Regions from separate parts of the Mus musculus genome. Here all the other regions are linked to region 1. The links are chromatin contacts, called in public HiChIP or PLAC-seq and capture Hi-C maps. All regions are on one chromosome and are shown on one strand. The core of a region is the stretch at or near the end of the contact, and the rest is flanking DNA. Distances in the headings are between cores, read along the strand shown. Region 1 overlaps Mrps28 (mitochondrial ribosomal protein S28). Region 2 overlaps Chmp4c (charged multivesicular body protein 4C). Region 3 overlaps Il7 (interleukin 7).

Region 1 (3,424 bases), core at 486-2,985:
TACAAGTTCTCAATGGCCCACTTTGTTGAGAGAGAGAGAGAACATTTTGTGTATTAACTGTATCCTATTATTCACTGTATAAAATCTTACCACTATGTTGTGTTTTTTAAACATGTGCTTGTGGTAAGGATAGTATAAAAATAAATGCATTTGGCCTTACTTCCCTACAGATAAGAATTTATATTCCTCATCATCATCTTTGGTATCTTACATGTAAGAAGGTCAAATATCATCCTCCCAATGACCACTACATACAGTACAGTACAGCCACCTCCTGCCTTATTCTGTGATGAACAAAGAAAGGAACCTGCCTGTAGGACTGGTCCACAGGCAATTCCAACCTGAGGGTATCCTGAGTGCTTTCTCAACAAGGCCAACAACACAACTTTTAACTAACGTTAGGAAGAGACTGCATCCCCAAAGGCAAGTGACACAAACTGCAAACCTTAGACAACCTTGAAGTGGCCCTAGACCTTGAAGTCTGGTTCTCTTATGCCCTCCAGGACTCTCACCTCTGAGAACTTCACCATGCCCTAGTGAAAGCATGAAATAGAACAAAGACAATACGCCATCCACTCTCAAAGAGCAGCCCACCACCTCACGGCCCACCACCTCCTAGGGGTTTAATAAATACTAAGACTGATGAGCTGTGCAGATGAGCGAAACCTGACTGCAGTGAATTTAAGTAATAAGAGTAGATTTTCACACTAAAGTAAAACATAGTTGAATATTTTCTTTTCTTTTCCATCGTGAAACTGGTTCTTTCCCATAGGACGTAGAGGATGTGATGCTTAAAGGCAGCTGTTTTGAAATTTTTTGCTTCAGACCATCTTGCACTAGGGAAGACACAGTGGGTTAAAGCAAACAAACGAACACCACCGAGTTCCCAGAGCAGCATGGTGCCCCGGTCATCTAGGATAGAAATGTAACAGTTAGCTTTATTTTCTACTACTTTAACTCAACCAAGATTACTCAGGCTGGAGCCATGCTAAGGCACCATGTTATCAATGGAAACACGCAAACATCTGTGGCTAAGGCGTGTCTACCTTATTCATCTTTTACTCATCCTGATCCATTATCTATTTTCAGTTAAAAATCATTAAAATCCAGCATGCAAGAATCTAAACACAGAACAAAAAGAACCTATTTTTCCCATGGGGGCAGTGAGCAGATGTCAATAGCTGCAGCTGTGACTATATAATTACCTGTTTGCATTAACACGGACCACAGTTTAGATTTAATAGGTCAGATGACAATACAGCAAAATGCATGGAGCCTATGATTACCCCTTTCCAAACATTCTCTCACTCACAACTTCGACCCTGGGAACATAGCAGCCACAGACTTAGGTCAATAAGAAACACTGGCCAGCACAATAGGCCTTGCCTCAAACAGTGCTGTTGACAGACAGCAGCACAAAGGAAATGAATAGAGCCCCCTCAGTTCTCACACAGAGCGCAGAGTGACTCAGTGCACTGCTGCTTTGCTGCTCTGTTTGAACAGTGTATACAGCTTTTGTCCTCAGCCACTGTTCACAGCTCAATGGGGGCTAAAGAGCCTAGGAAGTGAAGGCGGAAGAATGCTGCACACTTGTCCCCTTGGCCAGCAGTTGTACCCATATGTACATGACAGGTCAAGAGAGAGCTGGGAAGTCAGTAGGTAAGACTTCTTACCCCAGTGAAGTCAGTTTTGCATTAAAATAGAGCTAGGGCCAAACAGTCCAGTCACTGAGTTTGGTGCTGACAGGGTACTGAGTCAAGCACTGTTGTTGCTCTTTTATACTTCTTTCGTTTCTGTCATACTTCTCTTATGAATCACTTACAACCCCCCCATCTCCTCTCATCCCCCTCCCCCATCGCCTCTCATCCCCCCCATCTCCTCTCATCCCCCTCCCCCATCTCCTCTCATCCCCCTCCCCCATCTCCTCTCATCCCCCTCCCCAAGCTTCTGTTAAGTACAAAGAGAAGTCTGGACTGGCTCAAAGAAGAGAAGCGAAGTAGGCCGTGTGCCAGTAGAGAATGCAGGAACAGGGCTGAAGGCCATTGAGAGGGCAAGGTTCTGGTAGTGCTCTGAGGCCGCCCCAGACTGGCAGAAGCCTTTCTGGTCTGTTTTTTACATGTATGTTAACATGCCCCAAGCACATGCACGCCTCTCTTCCTGCATCTTTCTTAGGTTAATCGGGTATAAAACTAAAGCACCTAAGTCAGAAGTCAAACAGCGTCACTACAGACCAACGGCTTCCATTGACTTAAACGGCTTGCTTGACAAAGGCCAAGAAACTCCAGCTAGATCAAAGCACCAACTCACGTCCTAAGTAAATGTCCCTTCCCTAACCAAAGATGTCTTGGGAGGTTTATCTGAACTTAAGCATGCATGCTGTAGGGTTCAACTACACTCTAATCTGGTTCTACCAATTGTCACTTCTGTTATTTCTTCATTTAAAAATTAAGGTCTTAATTTTCCTCATCTGCAATAGACATGTCCAACTATTCAACTATTTCTTTTCTTCCCCTCCTCCCCCCCCCCCCCCCCGGTGATTTTGAGACAGGGTTTTTCTGTGTAGCCCTGGTTGTCCTGGAACTCACTCTGTAGACCAGGCTGGCCTCGAACTCAGAAATTCGCCTGCCTCTGCCTCCTGAGTGCTGGGATTAAAGGCGTGTGCCACCACACCTGGCGTACCAACTATTTCTTAATTTTAAAATGTCACTTATTGAAAGGCTACAGTATTATAATTCAAAATATGCATATACTGTATACTGATAACATCAGGATAATGACTGTCTCCTTTCCAGGCATCATCATCTCTGTGTTAGGAGCCTATAAACATCTCCTGGAGTAATCTGAAGTACATGAAGAGCTGCTGTATACTAGAGGTATGCTAGTGTGCTGTAAAACATTAGTGCAATCTCCTTCATGTGCTTTGCCCACCTTCACGCTCTCTAGCCGCCCCTCCCCCGCCATGGGAGCCTAGCCTCCCCAGCTGCTAGCTACACTCTTACTCTGTGTCAATAAATAATCATTGAGATAATAATAATACCTGCTGCCTTGGCTCCTGTGAGGACAAAAGAGGTTATTATGTGTGACGGACCTAACAGCCTGGCACCAGGCAAGCATTCCTGAAATGTTGTCTGCAAGTTTAACCCCAATTGCTACTAGGACCACTTTCAAATTCTACAGCTAGTGTTAACAATCACATCCTCTTGCACCTCCTCAGCCAAGGGACTAATGCATTCATGACCCAACAGGAAATGTATTTCCAGATGACTGAGATTGCTACATCTTGTGTCCATGAAGATATTCATTTACTAAGAGACTGTTTTCTGCTAGTAAACTGATTCCAGTTTTATGGTCCCTGCATCTGTGACATAGATACTACACACAAACATATTAATAGTGAAATGTATGCATATATGGGAGGGGTGCA
Region 2 (3,424 bases), core at 298-2,797, 1.5 Mb after region 1:
GGCTCAGTTAGGGGAACAGGATCCACAGGCAGGCAACAGATTCAGGGACAGCCCCCACTCCAGTTGTTGGGGGACTCACATGAAGATCACAAGTTGCACACTCTACTACATATGTGTGGACAGCCTAGGTTCAGCCCATGCTCTTTGGTTCGTGGTTCAGTCTCTGCTGAGGGTCCCCAGAGGTCCAGGTTACTTGACTCCATTGGTCTTCCTATGGAGTCTCTATCCTCTTCAGCCTCTTCAGATCACTCAATCCTTCCCTAACTCTTTCACAAGACTCCCTAGGTTCCGTTTACTGTTTGGCTGTGGGTATCTGCATCTGTCTCCTGGACAGACTGCTGTCTGGAGCCTCTCAAAGGACAGTTATGCTAGGCACTTGTCTGCAAGCATAAAAGAATATCATTAATAGTGTTAGGGATTGGTTCTTTTTTTTTTTTTTTTTTTTAAGATTTATTTATTGTATGTGAGTACACTGCAGATGTCTTCAGACACAACAGAAGAGGGCATCAGATGATCTCATTATGGATGGTTGTGAGCCACCAAGTGGTTGCTGGAATGTGAACTCAGGACTCTTAACCACTGAGCCATCTCTCCAGCCAGCCCCAGGGATTGGTTCTTGCCCCTGGGATGGGTCTTAGTTTGGGCCAGTCATTGGTTGCCCATTCTTTAGATGGAATCATTTAATTGGGACTTGCTTACAGTTTCAGAGGGTGAGGTGCATGGCTGCAGGCAGGCAGGCAGGCATGCCACCAGACCAGTAGCTGAGACCTTCATCCTCATCCATAGGCAAGACACTGAGAGGGCAGGACTTGGGCCTGGTGAGGGCTTTTGAAACCTCAAAGCTACTCCCAGTAAGAAACCTCCTTTAACAAGACCATCCTTCCTAATCTTTCCTAAGTTCCACCAACTGGGAAACCAAACATCCAAATATATAAGCCTATGGGGACATTTTTCCTTCTTGTAGTTCTAAGTACATGTCAATTCACTTATAAGGGATAAGACTACATAAATAAAGTAACGGATAATATTGGGGATTTTTAAAAGTCATACTCCCGAGATATTTGCCTTAGTAAAGTTAGTTGGTTCTATACATTTAGCAGAAGATGGGTTTGTTTTTGTTTTGTTTGTTTGTTTCTCATTTCTGGTTATTATTTAGTAGAAGTTCTTTCTAGCAAAGCTACAGTTGGTTTTAAAGTTTGAGAAAGAAGAAGAAAGGAGGAAAAGCAAGCTTATTGCAGAAATAAGCCATTTCTGGACTGGGTTCTCTTGCACACAGACTTTGGTTGTTCTCCTCAGATAGCTAATAGGGAATTACTTGAAAGGACCAGTTTAGGATGCATTCTGAAAGCATAAGGTATTGTTTATGGTGACAGGAGCTGAGCCTCTGTGGCCCTCATCGTCAGTCAATGCCAAGCACCCACCCAGGCATTTCTGACTTGCAGGCATTCCCATCGAGTGTCTGGGAGATGGATGGGTCCCTTAGGAAGGGAGAAGCTCCTGTTTCCACAGCTCTGTGGAGCCTCCCTCATCTCTTCTTAGTATAGCCTGCTATTGACTTAAAATACCAACACAGTTAATCATTATCCAGGAAAGACAACACTGAAGCAAGTGTCCTAGAACAGTGATCTTTAAAATTACAGGAGGGAAAATGAAGACAGTCTCTGCTAGAACTGAAAATCTTGCATTAGAAGTTAAAGTCTTGATTTAAAAAATTAAAATTTAATATCCACTATAGATAAAATAAGGCTTCTGTATTTTTACCAGGCTTGAGTAGGAATTTAAGATAGAAAACTTAGGATTATTGTAACATATTTTTATTTTATATGTATGGGTGGTTTGCTTGTGTGCACTGTGTCTTTTGTCTGCAGAGGCCAGAAGGTGGCATTTATATATAGAGTTACAGACAGCTGTGTTTCACTGTGAGTGCTGGGACTTGAACCCTAGCCTTCTGGAAGAACAGTCAGGTCTCTTAACCACTAAACCATCTCCCCAGCCCCTGCTGATGAAATTATAATCAAGTACTTGATGAACATTTTAGATTTTGAAACTCTTAATTTCTCATGCTTTTTACATGCTTTTTAATAGGGAGCCATATTAACTATGTGTAAAATAATTATATGAAACAAGTTATATATACCAAACAAATTACATGTGCAAACATCTCTCCCTGGGAAGTAAAGCCCAGTTGCTAATCCCGAGGCCTTCTGGTAAGAGCCACTAGTTCCATACCCACACAATTTTTCTACATTTTAAGTCATAACCTATCCATAAAGTTGACTAATTTGTGAGGTTATAAATAACACTGGTAGGAAATAAAAAAAAACACTTCAGTTACTTATGTATTCTGCCTGGAGTCAAACAGTTAATGGGCTTTTTACAAAGAATACCAAATAGACTCTAATGAATTTATTTGTATGTTGCTCTAATAACTGAGTACTTCACCTGCTAGGTAATTGACCTCTGAAGAAATTAATTATAAAGAATGAGACTTGTGCTGGGTGTTTGGGATTCATCTTTTGTGCGTGTGTTGTTGAGAACTGAAGGGCAATAGCATTTTCCTGAATCATGAACTTCTCTTTTTAGATTTACCTCCTCTAATAGTCTCTCCCATGATCCTCTGCTGCTCGAATGGTCTGATCTTGAGAATGAGGGCAGAAGCTTCATTTTTATCAGAAAATAATAATCTCAATTGTCTTGGCCCATTTGTGCTTCGTCTTGCGATCTCTCCGAAGAAGGAAGGCTGTACTGCTCAACTTGGCTTCCTGATTGTTTATACTGTGTGGTATTCGTCAATATTATCAATTACTCTTGTGCATTTTAAAACATAAGATTTGGTTTGGAGTCAGTGGTTTGCTTACAGAATAGACCACTTCCAAGGGATCCTGCCTCAGAGTACTGTGTGTTTACTTTTCCCGGTTCATTCTCTTTTCTCTATCCCCCCATTACGTAATCCCGTACATTACAGTTGTGGTCCAGCTAATTTTTAAGCTTGCTCTTTATGATATTTAGTACTGGAGAGACCTCTGAAAATATGGAGGTTATACATAGGGAACTGCTGGTGTGATTTGCTGCTATTCAAGGTATATAGTTCCTGGTTTCCCATATATCTAAGCTAGAACGTTCACATTGGTCTGCGATTTGCATTAGGCAGAAGTCACACATTTTATTGATCTGCATGTTGAGTGAATGTGCACAGGGCTTTGATGTGTTCTATTGAAATGTTGAATATATGTGTACAGGGCTTTGAAATATCTGTGTGCCCACTATACCTTTTAGATCTCTCTTATTTTTCTTTTCTGTATCTTTTCTAACCACTATAGAGAAAATGTAATTTATACATATTAGCATCTATGGGCATAGTGCACATTACATAGTAGTAATAAATGCTACCACATCCCCTGTTTTTCTAAAGGGCCTTCGAAGT
Region 3 (3,424 bases), core at 501-3,000, 1.3 Mb before region 1:
ACTTAAGAAAACAGCAACCTGGTTTTATGGTTTTATCTGGCATTTGGCAGATGTGTCCCTGCATCCTCTAAATATGATCATGTAATAGCATTGAGAAGTATTGGAAATTTGTCTGTACCAGTCACTGAAGGCATACTGGAATCATCACAGGAGCAAGACATATATTTTCTAAAGCTACCACCTTACAACTAAAAGTAATGAACAGTTATCTACTAAGTCATTTTTCTATCAAGTTTTATTTAATCCCCAGGATGACATCAAATTATACATACATTTTTTATTAAACCTACAAGTCTCATATGAAATATGTCACTGAATTAAATTCTTAGAGTGTTCTAACAAATTTCATAACAATATTTGAAAATTGATGTTGGTTAGGCTATTGCTGTGGTAAACTAATATGATTTCATATGCCTACAAAAGAGAGTGTTAAGCTTTTCTGCATGTTTGCCAAGTATTTGATGAAAACTTAATTTTCAGTATGATGATAGTGTCCCTTTGACATGAACATGTAAGATGTCACGGCTGCCTTCTGAAGCAAACCTATCAATAGCAGCCCAGAATATGAATTCATAACAGAAGAAAACAACTTCTTGATTTAACACATGTCAAAATAATAGATTCCTACAGGCATGTTGGTTCATGTAAACATATTTCCAGTTTATTATAAATATGGAAAACCCACAATATAAAAGTCCAAATCACTATGATCTATGATGTGAATTGCTCCTAGAAAAGGTCTCAATTTCATTAGGTTGCACCTTGCAGTTTGTTTGTTTGTTTGTTTTCTATTACATACTTAACTTTCTTGTGTTAATTGTTGATCTATTGCTGTGAAGAGACACCAGATCAAGGTAACTCTAAGAAATTATTTAACTGGGGGCTTGCTTACAGTTTTAGAGATATAGTCCATGATTATCATGGCAGGAAGCACTCAGGCATGGCAGTAGAATGTTAACTAAGATCCACAGACAAAGGCAGAGACTGGGCCTAGAATGGGCTTTTGAACTCTTAAGTTTCCCTCAGTGACACATCTCTGCAACAAAGCCACACCTAATCCTTCCCAAACAATTTTATCAGCTTGGAACTAAACATTAAAATACATGAGACCATGGGGCCATTCTCATTCAAACTACTACATTCAGCTCCCTGGCCCCCATAGGCTTCTAGTCATATCAGAATGTAAAATGCATCAGCCAACTTCAAAAGTCTCCATAGTCTTTTATTTTCAAGACAGCTTACAATACCAAAGTCCTGAGTGTCCTTGAGACTTAAGCCTATTTCTTAATTGTAAAACCCCATAAAAACAAAAAGCAAAATGCTGACCACATACTTCCAACATACAGTGGTACAGAATATACATTACCATTTCAAAGGGGAGGAGCAGGAACTTATTAATGAAGCACTGGACCAAAGCAAGGCTGAAATCCAGTAGGACAAACTCCTAATGTCAAAGGGCTGAGTAGATAGCTCTTCATATCTCCCACACTTCCCAGATTTGCTGATAGAAACACACTTAACAATCTTGGGCTGGTTCCACATCCTGCCTGGAGCTTCTCTCCTTGGCAGATACAACATACTGTGACTTTTCCAGCACTGGTAGATCTCCATCACAATCCATCCTTTACATTCACAGCTTTACACAATGGCTTTCCTGGACTTTCCTGCAAAGACCTACTGCCATGAACCTTTACTTTAGTAATAGCTTTCCTAAACCGTGGAACATTCCACAATACCTTTCCTGTGTCCCACTTAATTCTAAAGCCAAAGCTACATAGCTGAAGCTGCCAACTTCTCCTGCCTGCTGGAGCTGGAACCTGTCCCCTCCTTGAATTACATTTGCATAAGCTTTCCATTGTTGTTTAGGACAAAGAAAACTTTCAGGTCTTTGTTTTCCTTGGTCACAGGATTAGGTTATTGGGGTCTTGCCCAGAGGTTTCTACTCCCTTTTTTCTATCCAGCATCAGGCCTTTAAGCTTCTTCCATGAATAAGCTCCAGTACCAAATGTCTTGCTTCTCTTTTTCTCCCCAAACTTTACATTTTGAATTTCTCTTTGTCTTGTTTGTTTCTCTTCACTGTAGATGTGCATAAGAATGAATAAAATCACTACTTGGCACAATTAATATTAGGCTGTCTTGAAGTCTCCTCTGCCAATGATATTAGTAGAAAATTCCATTTTACCACAGGTGGATTTGTTGGCAGAAAGTAGCCACATTCTCTGCCAAAGTATAGGGAGAGTGCACTCTAATCCAGTTGATACTCTTCTTTTCACCAGTGCCTATGTAGTCCAAATTGTCCTCAGCACTATTTTTCATGCTTTTATGACCTAGGCCCATTATGCCCCACTTATTATTTAACCAACTTTTCTTGTCCAAAGTTCCAAGGTCTTCCAAACAACTGTATCAGTTATACCTCTATACCTTCATCACTTTTTAAGTGTATTTATCCTCTAATTTTTTGCTTTATGTGTGTTTTCTACAAAATCTTACATATGCTTACTTATCAAGGCACTAATGACAAGTTTATATTTCAGTCTTTATTTTTCCCTGAAAATGCAAAGACCTCACAATTTTTCCATATTTTCTTCTCTGATATTAATCTAGGCTCATTTTCTGTTAGTTTCTTAGGGAGAATAAGAAAAAATGTTAGCATTTTTGACTGGTTTTATAGGTAAAATCTATTTAGTACATGCATGTAGAAGAGTACAGGTGTGTGCTTACACTAGCACATGTGTGGAAAATAGAGGACACCATTTGAGAGTTTTCTTCTGTCTCCTTGTGAGACCCAGGGACTGAATTTGTGTCTGCAGGCCTCCACATAAGTACCTCTACCCAGTAAGCCTTCTCTTTGGGCCTAATCATTCTTTTTCCAATTTTTCTACTTTACTTATGCTTTGTTCATTTATTATTAATTTATTCACATTTGTTGGAATCAACAAATAGTACTTCTGACTTTATAAATGAATGCTAAAGTTGATTAGATATTGTTCAGATATTACTTAGCAATGCCTCCACTTTATGGGAGAATGAATCCACTTCTCATGACTGCTCTAGGCAATTACTAGAAACGTGTTGGTTCAAAAAAGAAAGAGAGAGAGAGGGAGAGAGAGAGAGACAGAGAGAGAGAGAGAGGGGGAGGGAGGGAGGGAGGGAAGGAGGGAGGGAAGGAAGGAAGGAAGGAAGGAAGAAAGAAAGAAAGAAAGAAAGAAAGAAAGAAAGAAAGAAAGAAAGAAAGAAAGAAAGAAAGAAAGAAAAGCAATGTATCTTGTCACATACCTAGAGAGGAGAAATTTAAACTCAGCATTGAGTGACAGTGCACAGGGAGCATCCGTAATCTGGCTTTTCTCTCTACTCCTGGCTGCCAACATTCTTAGTGTTCCTGGCTTGTGGCCATACCACCATATTCCATCACTGTGTGTGTCTC

The links. HiChIP or PLAC-seq counts read pairs in DNA pulled down with a chosen protein or histone mark. Capture Hi-C pulls out chosen DNA fragments and counts their contacts.
Region 2: a FOXA1 HiChIP or PLAC-seq map of pancreatic cancer cells shows a contact between it and region 1. The contact joins two enhancer-like sites. A contact is called at or near these places in 1 of 115 datasets of contacts at active chromatin or transcription factors (pancreatic cancer cells) and 1 of 9 other capture datasets (embryonic tail).
Region 3: a contact with region 1 is called in a capture Hi-C map of embryonic stem cells, with 3 times the contacts expected there. The contact joins two enhancer-like sites. A contact is called at or near these places in 1 of 115 datasets of contacts at active chromatin or transcription factors (astrocytes) and 2 of 9 other capture datasets (embryonic stem cells and embryonic tail).

What each region holds. Positions count from the first base shown.
Region 1 is chr3:8,864,941-8,868,364 of GRCm38.p6, forward strand. The region is part of intron 2 of Mrps28 (mitochondrial ribosomal protein S28); the gene reads right to left. Among named protein-coding and RNA genes, the nearest start is that of Gm52600, 34 kb to the right of the region's middle. Within about 2 kb of position 1,736, at least 132 of the 459 cell types and tissues checked have an H3K27ac peak or open chromatin away from gene starts, as enhancers often do. A contact at or near this core is called in embryonic stem cells and pancreatic cancer cells, where this site is marked.
Region 2 is chr3:10,377,309-10,380,732 of GRCm38.p6, forward strand. All of the region lies in intron 1 of Chmp4c (charged multivesicular body protein 4C), which reads left to right. Among named protein-coding and RNA genes, the nearest start is that of Chmp4c, 12 kb to the left of the region's middle. Within about 2 kb of position 1,548, at least 10 of the 459 cell types and tissues checked have an H3K27ac peak or open chromatin away from gene starts, as enhancers often do. A contact at or near this core is called in pancreatic cancer cells, where this site is marked.
Region 3 is chr3:7,577,866-7,581,289 of GRCm38.p6, forward strand. All of the region lies in intron 2 of Il7 (interleukin 7), which reads right to left. Among named protein-coding and RNA genes, the nearest start is that of Gm16685, 33 kb to the right of the region's middle. Within about 2 kb of position 1,751, at least 11 of the 459 cell types and tissues checked have an H3K27ac peak or open chromatin away from gene starts, as enhancers often do. A contact at or near this core is called in embryonic stem cells, where this site is marked.